2 separate regions of the Oryctolagus cuniculus genome follow, and region 2 is linked to region 1. Evidence: chromatin contacts called from public Micro-C data. All regions are on one chromosome and are shown on one strand. Each heading gives the region's core, a stretch centred on a gene start, on an enhancer-like site or on the middle of the called end of the contact. The rest is flanking DNA. Distances are from core to core; before and after follow the strand shown. Region 1 overlaps BNC2 (basonuclin zinc finger protein 2). Region 2 holds the start of BNC2 (basonuclin zinc finger protein 2).

Region 1 (6,804 bases), core at 1,290-3,789:
ATGGCCACCTTTAGCTGGTTGATAATTATGTCCTGGTCTGTAATGCTAATAGAGAATGGCAAAAAAAGGTAATAAAAAATTTGCTGGTAAACTCCCCAGAATTTCCTAGCTCTTACTCGATAGGTCTGCCTATCTAATAGTGAATATTGTAATGGTTGTCATTACTTACTCAGTGGAATAAAATAGGAAATCATTAGGGAGAGTCTTTTTGGAGCTTAGGTGTCATTGTCTACTGAAAGAAGCTGCTGCTTTGAGAAACCATAATCCACAACCACTCAATGGAATTTAGAAACAGAGTAGACTAAAGGCAGAATGCATGTACCATATGAAGTTTGATGTTAACCACAGGCTTGATAGTGCAGTGTTCAGCCATGAAATCTGTTCATATGGGTGTCATATAACTCTTGGAACTTGGCTACTTCCTTTGTTAACCCCAGGTTTCGTTCCTTTCTGACCTTTTGATGCTCTTAACAAAAACTCACTGAAAAACCATTACTCTGGGTCTGATGTAAGATCCAATGCTTTAATTGCCATCTTTCTTAGAAAAGTTTATTACAAGTTCAGCTTAAGAACTTGTGGATGGATAAGAAATATCACGCGAATTCATGCAAGTACAGATACATTCCAGTTCTTTGGGTAAACATGAGTGTTTTGCTTATTGGTTGAATAGTAAGACCAAGGAGAATGAAAATGGTCCTCGAAGCTCATCCATCTTTTAGACATTTGGCACCTCATTGTACAAATGTGCACGCTTATGATTTTGTTTTATAAAAGCTTTTAAATATTTGGCTTTTTATGTGGAAATCTGTTGGCCCTTGTTGAAGTCTTGTAACTTGGGGAGGGGGCTAGATTAGGCTGGAATAAAATATACTCTGCAAATAATTGCAGATACCTAGATTATTTCTTTTTTATAGATTGCCAGCAAATTTTATAAATTGAACCTTGGCGATGATTATTTTAGGTTGTCTAACTTGTCAAGAAGTACAGTTTCTTTTACAAGGAAATAACGACATTTCGTTTAGAGGATGAAACATTTTCCACCACCATGAATCTGTTATTGGCTTCATTCAGCCAGCTGCCAGTGGAATCCAATTTCTAGAAGGCAGAAGCAGTGCCATTCATTCTTGTTGTGCTTTCACCTATTTCTTCAAATTGTAAGTCCTTCAGCCTCCAAGCATCCTTGGGGTGTTTCTCTGCCAGGTTAAATGTGTGAATTGCAGAGGAAAGAGTAAGTTGAAGATTTGTTCCATTTCCTGCTCTCAAATAATAATTTCTTACAGTTTTCTTTTCCCCTTCAGTGATCTACTTGTGGAATCTGAATCACTAAATGAGTTTTATCAAAGGAGGAAAATGTACTTAGATACTTAGAAATTGAAACAAGATTTGTAAGTTGGCAGTTGCCTTGAATGAAAGTACCAGGTGAACGCTGCCGTGCCTTGATATAATTTATTGGTTTTAATGACTGTTAAGCATGAGCAATTTTAGGGATTTTAAATATTAAATAAGCAATTTTATACCTTAGTTGTATATCTTACAGAGGTAATTGCCCTCAGTGCAGTTTAGACTGTGTTGCCAAACCATTAGAAATTTTATTGAAATACAACTGTACAGGATTTTTGAAAGAAAATCTGGAATATGTTGCTTGAAACACTTTTGACATAGATTCTAAATTTCTGCACAAACCTTTGTAGTCTTTTCACAGATGTAAGCATTTATGGGAGGAGCACAGTGGATATTTTTGTGCATATTCTTTATAACTTGAGTCCCATTCTACCAACTTCTACAATAGCAGTAAGCATTGAATATGTGAATTCATGCACAAGTAGGTTGTTTGTGTACAATGGTGTGGATATGGTGTTTCCTATTTTCTTTAGGGAGACATTTTTGATCCTCTGGGGAAATAAACTTCTCATTTATTTTTCTTAAGTATTTTAAAACTTGGTTACTTTTTTTTTTTTTTAAGTAATCCTTGCCACTGTATGTAGAACCCAGGAAGCATCTGAATCCTGGACATTAAGAACTAATTTGAGTCAGCAAGTGTTGGGCAGGTGCCTACTGTGTGCTTGATGTTTGTAGAGTTGCTGGGTGGTTTTGTGAACAGCAGCAGCACTGAGCAGAGACCTAAACCCTCTTTGCAAACACCCCTGAGAATATGAACTAAGGTGAAAATGTGTTTTGGCCTCTATCATGTTTTCTCATCATTCCTATGCATTTCATTAGAAAAATATTTTTTAAAAAACGTTTGGGGTTAGGGAACCAACCCGCTTGTCCAACTTGTGCATGGAACAACACCGCCATCAAAAAAAGACAACATTTTCAGATGGGGAAATGTGATCCCGCAGTCACCTAATAGAGGGCTTCAGAGGCACACACGGGGCAAGAAAGCACAACCTTTCATTTGGTGAAGAGGGAGGGCAGGGGCCCGGAGACTGCCCTCCCTTGAAGGCGGAATGCTTTAAAAACACGTTGCCATCAATATTGAAGACAGAAAGTGTTCTGAACCGGCTCCTCTCTTCCCCCTTCCTCTCAGCATTCATGTTTGAGTTTGCTCCCAAACGCTCGCAAGTCCGTGCCAGACGGAAATTCGCAGAGGCCGCTCCGGGGAGGGACGCGGGCGGAACAGTCGCGCTCAGTTCTCCAGGCCGGCGGGTCCCCGCGCGGGGGCTCCCAGCGCCCCTCCCCCCAGCCGCGAAGTCGCTGCGAGGCCATCTAGTCATACGCTGTCCATCAGATGTGTTTACTTTTTTCCTGACAGCCGACACATCTGGAGCACATATTCAGGTTATTCCAGTGCCACTAGACACATTCCACAAGATCATTTCAGCGGTTGTTATGGCGATCTTCCTCCCTCCAGTGATTTTCAAGTTGCATGACAGAAATAGCTGGAGCTAACCAGGGGGACAAAAGTCAACGGGATCAGGAAGGGCTTCTTTCACAGAATGAACTAATTAGTGACCCTGCTTTCTTCACAGGGCAATGAGCATATGGTTTAATAAAGTGAGCCTATGACACTTTTTTTTTCCCCATCTGTAGGCAAAGCTGTCACTGGCTGCAAACTTTCCTGTTTTTACTGGTGGGACCGTAGTCTGCTGTCTTTCAACAGAGTTTACTTCACAAGTAGAAAATGTTTGCTCCTGAGAGTTAAACTTCAGAACTTTTTCTTGGCTTCATGCTACCTAACTATAGCAGGTCCTTCAATTTAAAGAGACAGGATTCATTTTATATGAGGTGCCCTATAAGGATTCATGCTTACTTCACACCAAGCATTTTCAGTTTTTTTTTTCTTTTAATTATTATCAACTCTAATCTGGAAGTTGAGATAACTGTAATGTGTTATTTGTTGTGGCTTTCCTATAAAATCAAATTGATCACCGGATCAGTTACAAATTTATTTATACCTGTGATTTTTGTTGGGTGCAATAATCAAATATTTTACTCTTAAAGGTTTCATTAATTAAACTCCATTTTTGTCACGTTTTTGGTAACATGCAGACATTTGGTTTCAATTTTGTCCCCCTTGAGGCTTAACGTTTTATAATTTGTGTAGGTTTTTTGACAATTTTGTAGTGTAAACATATCATTGCAGATGTAGGAATTTTGACCTGAAATCATTTTGTATTATGAAGTGGAAATATTAGTTGGGATATATATATATATATATATATATATATATAGAGAGAGAGAGAGAGAGAGAGAGAGAGAGAGAGAAATGCTGTTAAAGGACTTCCATCTTTGGGGACATGAAGAATAAAACATACCTTAATGGTTTTTTGGGTGAATGTACATATGAGTATAATATAAATTCAAACTAAGTATGTTTCCACTAATCATAACTCTGAAATTTACAAATTATACATTTTCCCTTTTTTAATACTTTAATACTCTTGTTCTCTAATTCAGCCTTAAAACATGTAACCTATACGTATTTTACACTTTTTCAACCACATGTACCTCAAAATACTCTTCTATACCTGTGTGCACATATTGATCTCTTAGTCTCATTTCCTTGTTCTCTTACCATCACTCTCTAATGTACTTTCCCCAATTATTTATGTATTTGAGAAGCACTGAGACAGAGGGAGCTCCCATCCTCTGGTTCACTGCTCAAATGCCTACACTGGCTAGTGCAGGCCAGGCAAAAGCTGGGAGCCTGGGACTCAACCCAGGGTTCCCATGTGGGTGGCAGGAACCCAACTACTTGAGCTGTTCCCCGCTCCCTCCCAGAGATATGCATTTGCAGGAAGCTGAATTGGAGTGCAGCTGAAACTCGGACCCAGGCACTGTGAAGTGGTACACAGGGTACCCACCTTTTAAAAGTTTAATCTCAAGGCAGTAGAGTTACCATGAACAACAGAGTTATATTGTAATTTTCCTTTTTGATTAAAGTACTCACATGTTGACCCAGTTCTCTGGATTGTGGGACTGTGACAATGGGTGACAAGAGTCAGAGCTGGACTTTCTCAAGCACATTGTCTTCTTTCCCATCAGTGCAGTGGCTGGCTTCCCACCCACCCCCAGCCGAATTCCTGTTCCCTGGGTCCTGCTGAGGCTGGTCACCGGGTTGCTTTGGAGTACCTGCTCTCAGGGTAGGAGGACACAGAGAGGTCACATAATTAGATGTGAATTTAATTCACGGAGACCTGCTTGTCGCTTCTCCTTGTGTTTCTGCTAGTTACACATTATTAACTGTGTGCCTTTCAGGGCCTCAATTACTTGGGCGAATGTGTGTCATGCAGGGACTGCGCTCAAGTTAGAATGCTGAGAGTGGTTGTAAAATTATGTTTCCCTCTCCAGATGTAACTTTGCAGTAATTAAACATAATGCAATTTAAGCGTTGGAGCAGTGTTGTGGCAGCTATCTCCAAGTCTAATTGGTAATATCGCTTAAATCATAGCACTTATTGCCAGTTATCTGGGAACTAGAATAATCTCCCCCTCCCCAACCCCAAAAGGTACCTCTGTCCAAACCCTTGGGTCTTTTGTATCAGATGAAGTGGGGACCTTGTCCTTTTATCAAAATACCGTCTGTGTTACATGCTTATTTGATATCATTTGACACAGCATTTTCTTGATAGCTCTGTATATCCATCTGTTCATCATTCAGCTTCTTTAGGCTGATTTTTTTGAGGTATATTGCCCTGATTTTTTGGAGATTTCATCCAGCACAGAGCTGTTACTGTCCATTTGGGTTACTCTGTTTCCCTTTCTAAGTGGATGATCAAAACCCATGATGTGTAAACATACTTGCCCGCCATACAAGTCTACTTGTCTGCTGTATTTCTGTCATGCTTCTGCCAAAAGGGAAAAGTGAAGGTCTCCAACAAGCACATAACAAAAGATCCTCAAGTTTTACACAGTGGGGTAAGCCAGCACTTGGAATGCTTGCATCCCATGTCAGAGCGCCTAGGGTTGAGTCCTGCCTCTGCTTCCAGTCCAATTTCCTGCTAATGCACCTGGGAGGCAGTGGATGAATGCTCAAGTAGTTGTGCCCCTGCCACCCACGTGGGAGAGCCAAATGGAGTTCCTGGCTTCGGCCTGGCCCAGCTTGTGCTGTTGCAGGCATTTGAGGCATGAACCAGTGGATGGCAGGTTGATTCACTTTCTCTCTCTCACTCTACCTTTCAAACAAATTAATATATCAAGCTTTAAAAGAAATCCTCAAGTTTAAAATTTTCTTTTGCATTTATTTGAGTATACCCAAGACGATGGCACCAGCTTAATTCAGCCCAGCAGCTGGGGTGCCAGAGCAAGGTGCCTATGTGTGATGGCTAAATAAATAGTGAACTCGGGATGGCCATGATCATCTCAATTTACAGGGTTTTCTCACTTGTGAAATGTTTGTATTAAGGATGACTTTTTTGTTGTTTTTGTTACAGTCTGACAGCTGAAGATGCTTTTAAAGCCTTCTAGTCACTTAGAGCAGAGCTCTACGGCACTGTCTTGGTGGTTCTAAAAGGCAGGTCCTATCCATCACAGAAACAGCGAGTCTCTGGGTTATGAGGGAAGATTGAGGGGTGAGGGAGTGAGGCAGGGAGACGGGGAGCTGCTCTGTCCAGTTTACATTTGTCACCAGTGACTAGCTTTTAAAAAATGTATTAGCTGTGCATGGTGGTAAGTAAGATCCAGCTGCAGGGGATTACGGCTTTGAGTGGGTCGGGGAGCTTGGAATGCATTCAGTTCCATCAGGGGATTTGTGTCCCTCGTCATCAGCCTTAACATTGCTAACGCAGTCAAGATTAAGACCAGACCAGTGTCACCTGCCCTGAACTTTGAAAAACCCCGGAGCCATTAGACAAAGAGGGGTGGCGGTTTAGAAGGTGTCCCTTCTCTCTGTTCCCAAGTATTTTTCAAATGACACGTAGGAAATAAAGGGAAGCACATGGATGTGCTCAGGTGAAAGGCTGGCTGTGGCTGAATTATTTCCCTAACTTACTGACCGTGTCACGATCATGATTTATGATGAAAAACACCTTCCATAAATATGACTCTGTTAATGAATATCTTCGTCCAAATCGAGATGAAAAGTCAGTAGTTTGGAGAGACCATTCCTAAGAGATCCCGGCTCACTCTCTACGACAAAAAGCTTTTGCTTGGTTGGTTTTTGGTGACTCTCTCTTCCCCTCCCCCAGGAAGAAAGTTAGAACACCACAAAGGTTTACTTTTTTCAGGGATTTTGAAATTCAGCATCCATGCCAGCAAGCAGTTTAGAGGCAGGAAGTCTTTTCTAGTAGTGCAGTCATGAACTGGTAAACTAGAAGCATCTGTAAAAATTTAGAGGGAATATCAGCTTTCTCAAAGCTCCAGC
Region 2 (7,536 bases), core at 1,711-4,210, 40 kb before region 1:
CAGATATTCAGAAGGAATATGAAGAATTAAGTTCTGGATGATAGGCAAAGAGCCACTTTAATTACAGTCTGCAGAAGGAAGTTAGAACTGAGCTACGAATGATATGAAGGAATCACTGGAAAATAGGGGAGAACATTCCAGGTAGAAGAGGGGCAAAGAGGAAGAAGCAGCTTGGCAAGTTAGAAAAACAAAGAAAGTCAGTGTGGCTGAATCTCTGGTGAGATTCACCAGAGAATAAGTAAGTGGAATTGAAATAGTTTAAAGACTTGGGCAGGTGTAGAACATTGAGGTCTTGCAGGACACAAAGGGACTTAAGATTTTATTACAATTGCCATTGAAATCCACTAGAAAGAAAAAAAAAAAGATGGATTTTTCTTCCATGCTGGGCTTTGTTTCTTCCTGCAAATTCTTCCACCTTCTGCAAGGTAATGATCTTTAGCTGAATACATTCCCCATCTTCATAATAATGACTCTCTAGAAAGGCAAGGGGACCCCAAATAGATATGTCTTGCCTCACAAATTGTTTGTATGCTAACATCAAAAACGGACAAATCTGGAACCAATCAGGGGAATGTAAATTACAGGTTACTTGATGTGGAATAACTTCTTCATGTTGGCCAGTGTAGGTGTGCAGCCAAAAATGCACTGTGTGAATACAATTGTTTGGCAACTGCTAGCCTGTCACTTGTCCAAAGCGGTAAGTGTGTGAATGGATTTGTGTGGGTAATGACTCTGAAATTAGCAACTAGCGTTTCTCATTTTTCCCAGATACAGGAAAACACATCGGAACTTGGCTCATTTCTGGAGCGTTCTTGCGACTATCTTCAGTTGCTCAGAACGAACATTTGGTCATCATTATCCCTTGTGTAATCAGTTTCTACAAACCATAGGATGATGTTACAGTTATGTTTAGAGAATAAGAGAACATGCCCCACACCTTAATCAAATAATTTAAAGATGAGCCTTCTTTGATAACATGCATTTAAACACATATGGATGGTCGTTAGCTAGCCAGTCTATACTTTGATTCATGCTCTAGTGAGAGAAGTAATAGTATTCCCATAGGAAATCTCCAGATGAACTGTGTGCCTTGAACTCCAAGGTATTTACCACGAGAGAAGTGTTTACCAGGCAAATTTTTTGCACTGCAAAAAAGTGATGCATGGAATCCACAAATGCAGATATGACTTGAAATTTGCTTTGAAAGGGCCTAGAAAGTGTCAGGAATTTGGACCTAATCAGTAATACAGAACTGCAGGTGTGGTGGCCCCGTTGTAAAAAGCTGGAGCCCTGTGAATAATAAGCCCAATCACATTTTTAAGGCAGCTGTGGCTACTTGGGACCTAGTTAGTCACGGCCCTCGAAATATTTTGAAAAGTTGACAATTGTGAAAATTTATATTAAACTTAAGACCAGATCGCGCATCAAAGAAAATAAGTCTGTAATTCCAAGGCTACATATTTTCAAAGGAATTTAATTCTGACCTCTGAATGCAATTAAGCAGTCTCTCTCTCTGCTTGGGGAGGAGAGAAGGGAAGGGGCGAGACTTTCTCTTCAGTAGGAACCGGTAACCAAACCTGTTGTTCTGCCAAGCAAATCTTCGCCGATTCTGATTTCTTAGCGCTCAGGGAGTACGCTAGAAACCTGTGCCTTCCTCCCGTGTCAGATAAGCAGAAAGTTTGCTCTAGCTATGATCAATCTGCACGACGCGGAGATGTTTTTGGCACAAAGTGGACGTTCGAAAGATGATGATGATGATAAAGTCCCCCGCTCCCCGCGCCACCACCCTTCGGCCGGGGAGCATGTTTTGCCTGCATTTAAGAAATGTCCTTCAGCTGCCGGCGTGTGCGCTGGGAGCCTGCAACCCGCTTTCCTGTGTCTGCGGGGCAGGGCGACGCGGGTCGGCCGAGTCGCCCACAGCTGTGACCGTGCTGTCCCCGCGGGCGCCCGCAGGGGCGGCAGCCTGCTTCCTCCCTCCCGCCGGCTCCAGCCTGAGGCCCGCGGCCCACACCAGGGAAAGGGGAAGGAAGCCCTCGCCGCAAGCCGGCGTCTGGGCCGGCACTAAACACGCCGCCACCAGAAACTTTTTTTTCCCCCAGCTGCGCGCAACTTTTGGCCTCTTCTCCCAGCTCGCCCTCGTCCTGCGTGGGGGTCCCCGGGGTTTGCCCCGGCGCCCCTCGCCTTCTCCCCGGCGGCGCGCGCAGGACCTGGGCTCCGAGGGGCGAGGGGCGCCGGGCGGCCGCGGCGCGCACGCGGGAGGCGGCGGGTCCGGGGACGGGGAGGGGAGGAGGAACTGGCCCAGGGGGACGGCGACAGGCGAGCGCCCGAAAAGGAAAGGGCTGCCGCGGCTCGCCGCAGTCTGGGTAAAGTTCGCGCCCTTTCCTCGGCGTTTCGCAGCCTCCTCTCCCGGGCTTGCCTCTCTCCCCCATTTTTTTTTTTTTGACAGCTGGGCGCTAGCGGCCACCTCTTCCACCTCCACGCCCGCACCCCCCGGGGGGCGCTAAAGTTGTTTTTCCATCCCCCAGAAAGGGCCAAAAAAAAAAAAAAAAAAAAAAGAGTAACAGGGTGGGGGGAGGGAGACATAGACATCCTCCTTCGCGAAACCCCTCGCACGCCGAGCACAAACAACAACAGAGCAAGCGGACTTCTACTTTGCAAAAGGGAAGCAACATTGTAGTCGCGGCAGTTTTGCAGGGAGAGGGAGAACTTGCGGGGCTTGCAGAGACGCCCCGCGTCACCTCGCCGCCGGCCACCCCCCTTCTCACACACACACACACACACACACACACACACACACACACACCGCCCGGAGCAGCCCCCTCCTGGGACAGTCCGTTCCTTTTTTTTTTTTTTTTCCCCTCCCCTGGTCCGGAGGAGCCGCGGGGGAAGTACGCAGGCTGGGACGTGGGGAGCGAGGGCGACCCTGGGCGCGGGTGTAAATCAGTCACCTGAGCGCTGAGGGGCCGCGGCGAGGGCGCGCGCGGGCGGGCGGGCGGGGAGAGGCGGAGGCGGCGAGCGCGGCGGCCCGGAGGAAATCGGGAGGGGGAGGGCGAGCAAGGCCGAGACTGAAGGAGCGAGCGGCGGCCGAGGGGCTGGTCCAGGCGCGGCCGCTAAGAGGAGACCAAGAGGCGGGGGCTGCACTTGACAACCAGCATGCCGAGATGGTAAGAAGTTTCCACCCTCCTTCCCCTTTATTCTAGACTCCGCCAGGAGTGACCCCGGCCGCCCGAGCGCCCCCGGGGCCGCCGGGGGCTTGCGTTTTCCTCCAGTCCCGTGGCGGGGGGCGCCTGGGAGGGCAGGCAGCAGAGGCAGGAGACCTCCCCACACCAGTCCAACCTGGCCCCTGCTGTGCTCCCGAAATCCTCCCCTAAACTTGGCCCCAAGTTTCCGCGGCGAGCTCCAGGTGGGAGGGTGTGTGTGTATGGAGGGGCGGGGGTTGGGAGGGTCGCCCAGGGTGGCCCCTTCGGGCGGCGTCCGAGCCAAGGTGAGCCGCTGGCGAGCGGGAGGCTCCGGGGTGGGGGGGCCGAGCCCCGGGCGGACGCGATGGAAGGGACGCGGGGGATGAGTGGAGCGCAGCAAGGAGCTGGCGGCGCAGAGGAGAGCGGCGGGGACCCGCGGGAACTTTCACAACTTGCCTGCGACCGAGCGGCCGGCGGCGGGACATGGGTGCCAGGGCGCACAGGGGCGCTGTGCCGCGTGGGGCACCGTTGCCGGGTACCCCCGGCCCGCCTACTCGCCCCCACTGGTCTCCCGCACGCTCGGGACCCCGCTTCGTCCGCGGGGATGTAGGCACCGCTCCTGCAGGTCTTAGGCAGAATGTGCATATAGCGCAGGGCGGCCAGAGCAACCCTGGAGGTACCGAAAGACCCTTCCGAAGTGCAGTTCTGAGGAAACCAATTTGTTTTACTTAACGCACTGGCTGCAGAGTGGGATTGGGGGCTCGGGGAGGGGGCAGAATGAGGGCGAAAGGGCTTAAGAGCGGGGGGAAAAAAAACACCCTACAAAACAAAAGTAGGTGAAATCCTCGGTGAAGTGAGGCTGAGATTTTTTAAAAAGTTCCAAGTGCGAAAGGTGGAGGGAATGGGATGGTTTTGCGAAGCAGGCTCGGACGCAGCCCTGGACGCGGAGCGGCTTCTCTGCAGCGAGGAAGGGAGCGCGGACGCGCCGCGCTGTCCGCTTTCGGGGAAGTGATTTGTTAGAAGTGGGGCTTGACCACTCCCTTCCTTTTGAGTTCGCTTCCACCCAGTTGCTATTGTTAGCCCCACTTGGGCATCTGCTTGGAGCGTGTTTCTCGTGGAGACGGAGCATGGAAGGAGAAGGGTAATAACGGGGTGGCGTTCTCCCCTCCCCGCTTCCCTTCCCCTAATGTGACATCTCTTGTTTCAGTGATCAAAGTCACAACGGGAGTATAGGAGAATGCGACTGTCAAACGCAGGCGCGCGCGCACACACACGCACACACTCACACACACACACACTCACACACAATAGCATGCGCCCAGGACTGTGGTTACAGTAAGGCTGACAGAAATTAAAGTGGTTTTGAAAGCAGCAGTGCGATTTATGATGGTTCCCATTTACCCTAGAGTCAAGCTGTTGTAAGAGTGATGTAAAAAGACATCATAAAATAATCCTGTGTACCCAGGATTAAAGTGGCAGAAAGTGGCCTGTTTTATTATTTTTTATGTACTTCGTGGACAGTTGCAGTGGTTGGAACCTGTATATAAGAGACACATCAAAACAAAATACTCAATATATCTGCTGAGAGCTTCAGAAATGCCCTTCTAACGGCGTTTTACGCCAGAACGCTGTAAAGGCTGGTTGTAGGTAGTATTTTTCTTCCTTTCCCCCTCGCCTGCAGTAGTATTTGTCTACACATCTATGCCCCTGTGCTAATCACTTTGAACAGTAGCTCAGCCCGTTTGTCATTCGCTGCTGTGAATTCTGCAGTTTCAGATGTTAGCGTGCACGTACATACATGCTTTAAGTGGGGAATTTATTTCTGGCAGGGCTACTTACTGTGTCTGGTCTGAAGATGTACTTGAGTAGCGAGACCTTGTACAAGTTATTAGAACTTCCTTTACCCTTTGGAATCACCCAAAAAAAAAAAATCCCTTGTGAACCTTTAGCGGGTATCTGTGTTTCCTATTATATTTGTAGCTGTTTCATTTAGGTTGTTCAGTCTTAATGAAGTTCTTAGGGGTAGCTAGTCTTTCTGTTCCCGGAGAGCAGTGTATTTAAAATCCAGATTGCTAATTACTTTACCAAAGTACCAGGAGTATCTTCACCTGAGGGAAGTAATAGCGAGTGTGAATGTGAACTTTATTTGGAGTATCTTGTGAGAAAGGTATGAAACGGTCTCCCCCCCCCCCCAAGCCCCTTGAGAGTGTTGAGTTGGGTAGTATTTGCATGTAAAACTGTGACTAAGAATCCACCCCCACGTGGTTTTGAAAATAAATATTAAGGAAATATTAATAGCAGTATTAGCATTCCTGATGTCTGATTTTTTTTTTCCCTCTTTCACCTGAGTTGTACAATATCTGTCAGGCAGCAGGGCTGTGTGATTCCAAAAAGAAGCAGACAAAAGCAGAGCTGACTATTGCTATATTAAAATGTAAGTGTTACAGTTTGAATTTTCAAGTGAGAGTTTTTGAGTTCAGTGCTTTACATAACATTTTGTCCTAATCTTGCTTGCTGTCAGGGATGTTTCATGGTTGTGCAATTGCTGCAGTCAAGAATGCCAATTTGCATTCCAGGAGTGTCATTTGATTACTTTTATCTGCACAGCTCCAAGACCGGCCCAGACCTCTCGTTTCATCTTGCCATGTCACGAGTCAATGCTGTGTCGTCTTTTCAGAAATCTGCCTGATTTAGACAAGAAAGAAAAGTACTTTCATGTTGCAGCCGCAGTCCCCTGCTAACTTGTCAGCAGCAGGATATGATTCACTTGGGCCCAGAAGAATGGAACAGAGAGGCGGGTTAGGCGGTTCAATAAAGCCCACGGACAGGTAGTGTGTGACATCCCCAGAGAGCTGCAGTTAATGAAGAACAGGTCTGCTTAGTTCTCCACACGCTGACCTGGTGCTGTCCCCACAGTTTTCTCATTTGATCTTTCCCAGCAAATTGATCTTTTCTTGTATTTTTTTGCCTTCCAAGTTAGTCCTTGTGGGACTGAAATTAGCAGAGCAACTTAAGTTGGATAATACAGCTGTTCAGAAAAGAAGAAATTGGACACTGCCTCAAAAAGGGGTGGGGGTGAGGGGGGTAGAGGGAGCTGTTCTTTTTGTTGTTGTGCCTGGGAATATTTCTTATATTAAGGGAGTCCAAAATAGGTGATGACTTGAAGTTAGTGGTTTCCTTTGCTTTTAATTTTAGAGTTAACATTCAGCACTGTTTTAAATATTCCTTAAATATTTGAAAGATGGCCTTAGTGACTGTAAGGAGTTCGATTTAGCATTGTTCACATTCACTTGTTTGAAGTGATTTGCCTTTCGACTGTGTGGCTTTTATGGCTATTGGAAGATGGACTAACTATCAATGGCATACTTCAACTGTATTATTTATAGTCTTCTAAATAACTACAAACCCCAGATATCCAATACTGAATTCAGAAAAGATTAAACAATAAAAAAGTCATTACCAGTGTTGTATATAAATATTATGGTACGTGAAAATGTTTTCTACAAGTTATCATCAGCATCTCTGCTTTACATGGATTCCAGAGATACACTGCTCATAATGTGTAATTTTTTTCCTTCACTTATTTTTGAGATTCTGCATTTACTGTAGGCCCTTAGAACCGAGATCACAAGTTTGAATTTCTGTGGATGTTTACAATTTGTTTTTTGAGGTTAGAATTAATTTTAGACAAGGTGGGTAAAACTAAGTTGAGAATGTACATATAGTTTAGACATTAGTCTCTCCATAGAATTTTGCCTAGAAAGCTTAGGTTGGAAGCAATTAATAAATTCTTAACCTGATGCATGATGTAAGGAGCAGTGCTTTCTGAATTCCTTAGCAGTGGTCTCATTTACCATCCACATCCTGACAAGAAACAGAGTTGAAAACAACCTTTCTTGTGGAAGGGGAGGCAGTCTGCTCCAATCTTTCTTGTTGGATGGGAATTATATAGGATCGCTGGTTAGTAACCTCCTCTCTGAAGAGCTAGAGGGAGCCTCATGATTTCACTAGATATACTTAATGTTTAAAAAAAAAAAAAAAGTGTGCTCTAGCAATCAGAATCCTGCACAAAAAGAGTAGGTAATGAATACTGGCTTAGTGTTTAGGCTTGGGCGTGCGATTATGTTTTTGTTTTTGTGTTTAAGTCTGTGAAGAAGCAACAAAACTTTGTGCAAGAGCAGTCAGGGCTCCCTCTGAGCTTTCTAGGGTTCTACTATCCAAGTGATGTGAAGATCAAGCAAAAGGCAACCAAATATATTTTAAATGTTTCAGTTTACCTGACTGGTGTTTGTTTTGTCAACTGAAGGAGTTAGCCTCATGTTAGGCAGCCAGCCTTGCAGTCCCATGAGAAGTAAAT

Evidence for each region. Hi-C and Micro-C count contacts between places; a contact is called where the count stands out from the background.
Region 2: a contact with region 1 is called in a Micro-C map of ear pinna, with 1.6 times the contacts expected there. The contact joins the promoter of BNC2 here to the enhancer-like site in region 1. A contact is called at or near these places in 2 of 6 Hi-C or Micro-C datasets (ear pinna and skin fibroblasts).

What each region holds. Positions count from the first base shown.
Region 1 is chr1:179,648,031-179,654,834 of mOryCun1.1, reverse strand. All of the region lies in intron 1 of BNC2 (basonuclin zinc finger protein 2), which reads left to right. Among named protein-coding and RNA genes, the nearest start is that of BNC2, 41 kb to the left of the region's middle. Within about 2 kb of position 2,539, at least 3 of the 8 cell types and tissues checked have an H3K27ac peak or open chromatin away from gene starts, as enhancers often do. A contact at or near this core is called in ear pinna, where this site is marked.
Region 2 is chr1:179,687,819-179,695,354 of mOryCun1.1, reverse strand. BNC2 (basonuclin zinc finger protein 2) reads left to right here and starts at 2,960. Exons shown (of 10, transcript XM_051857628.2): 1 at 2,960-3,164. The coding sequence starts at 3,162.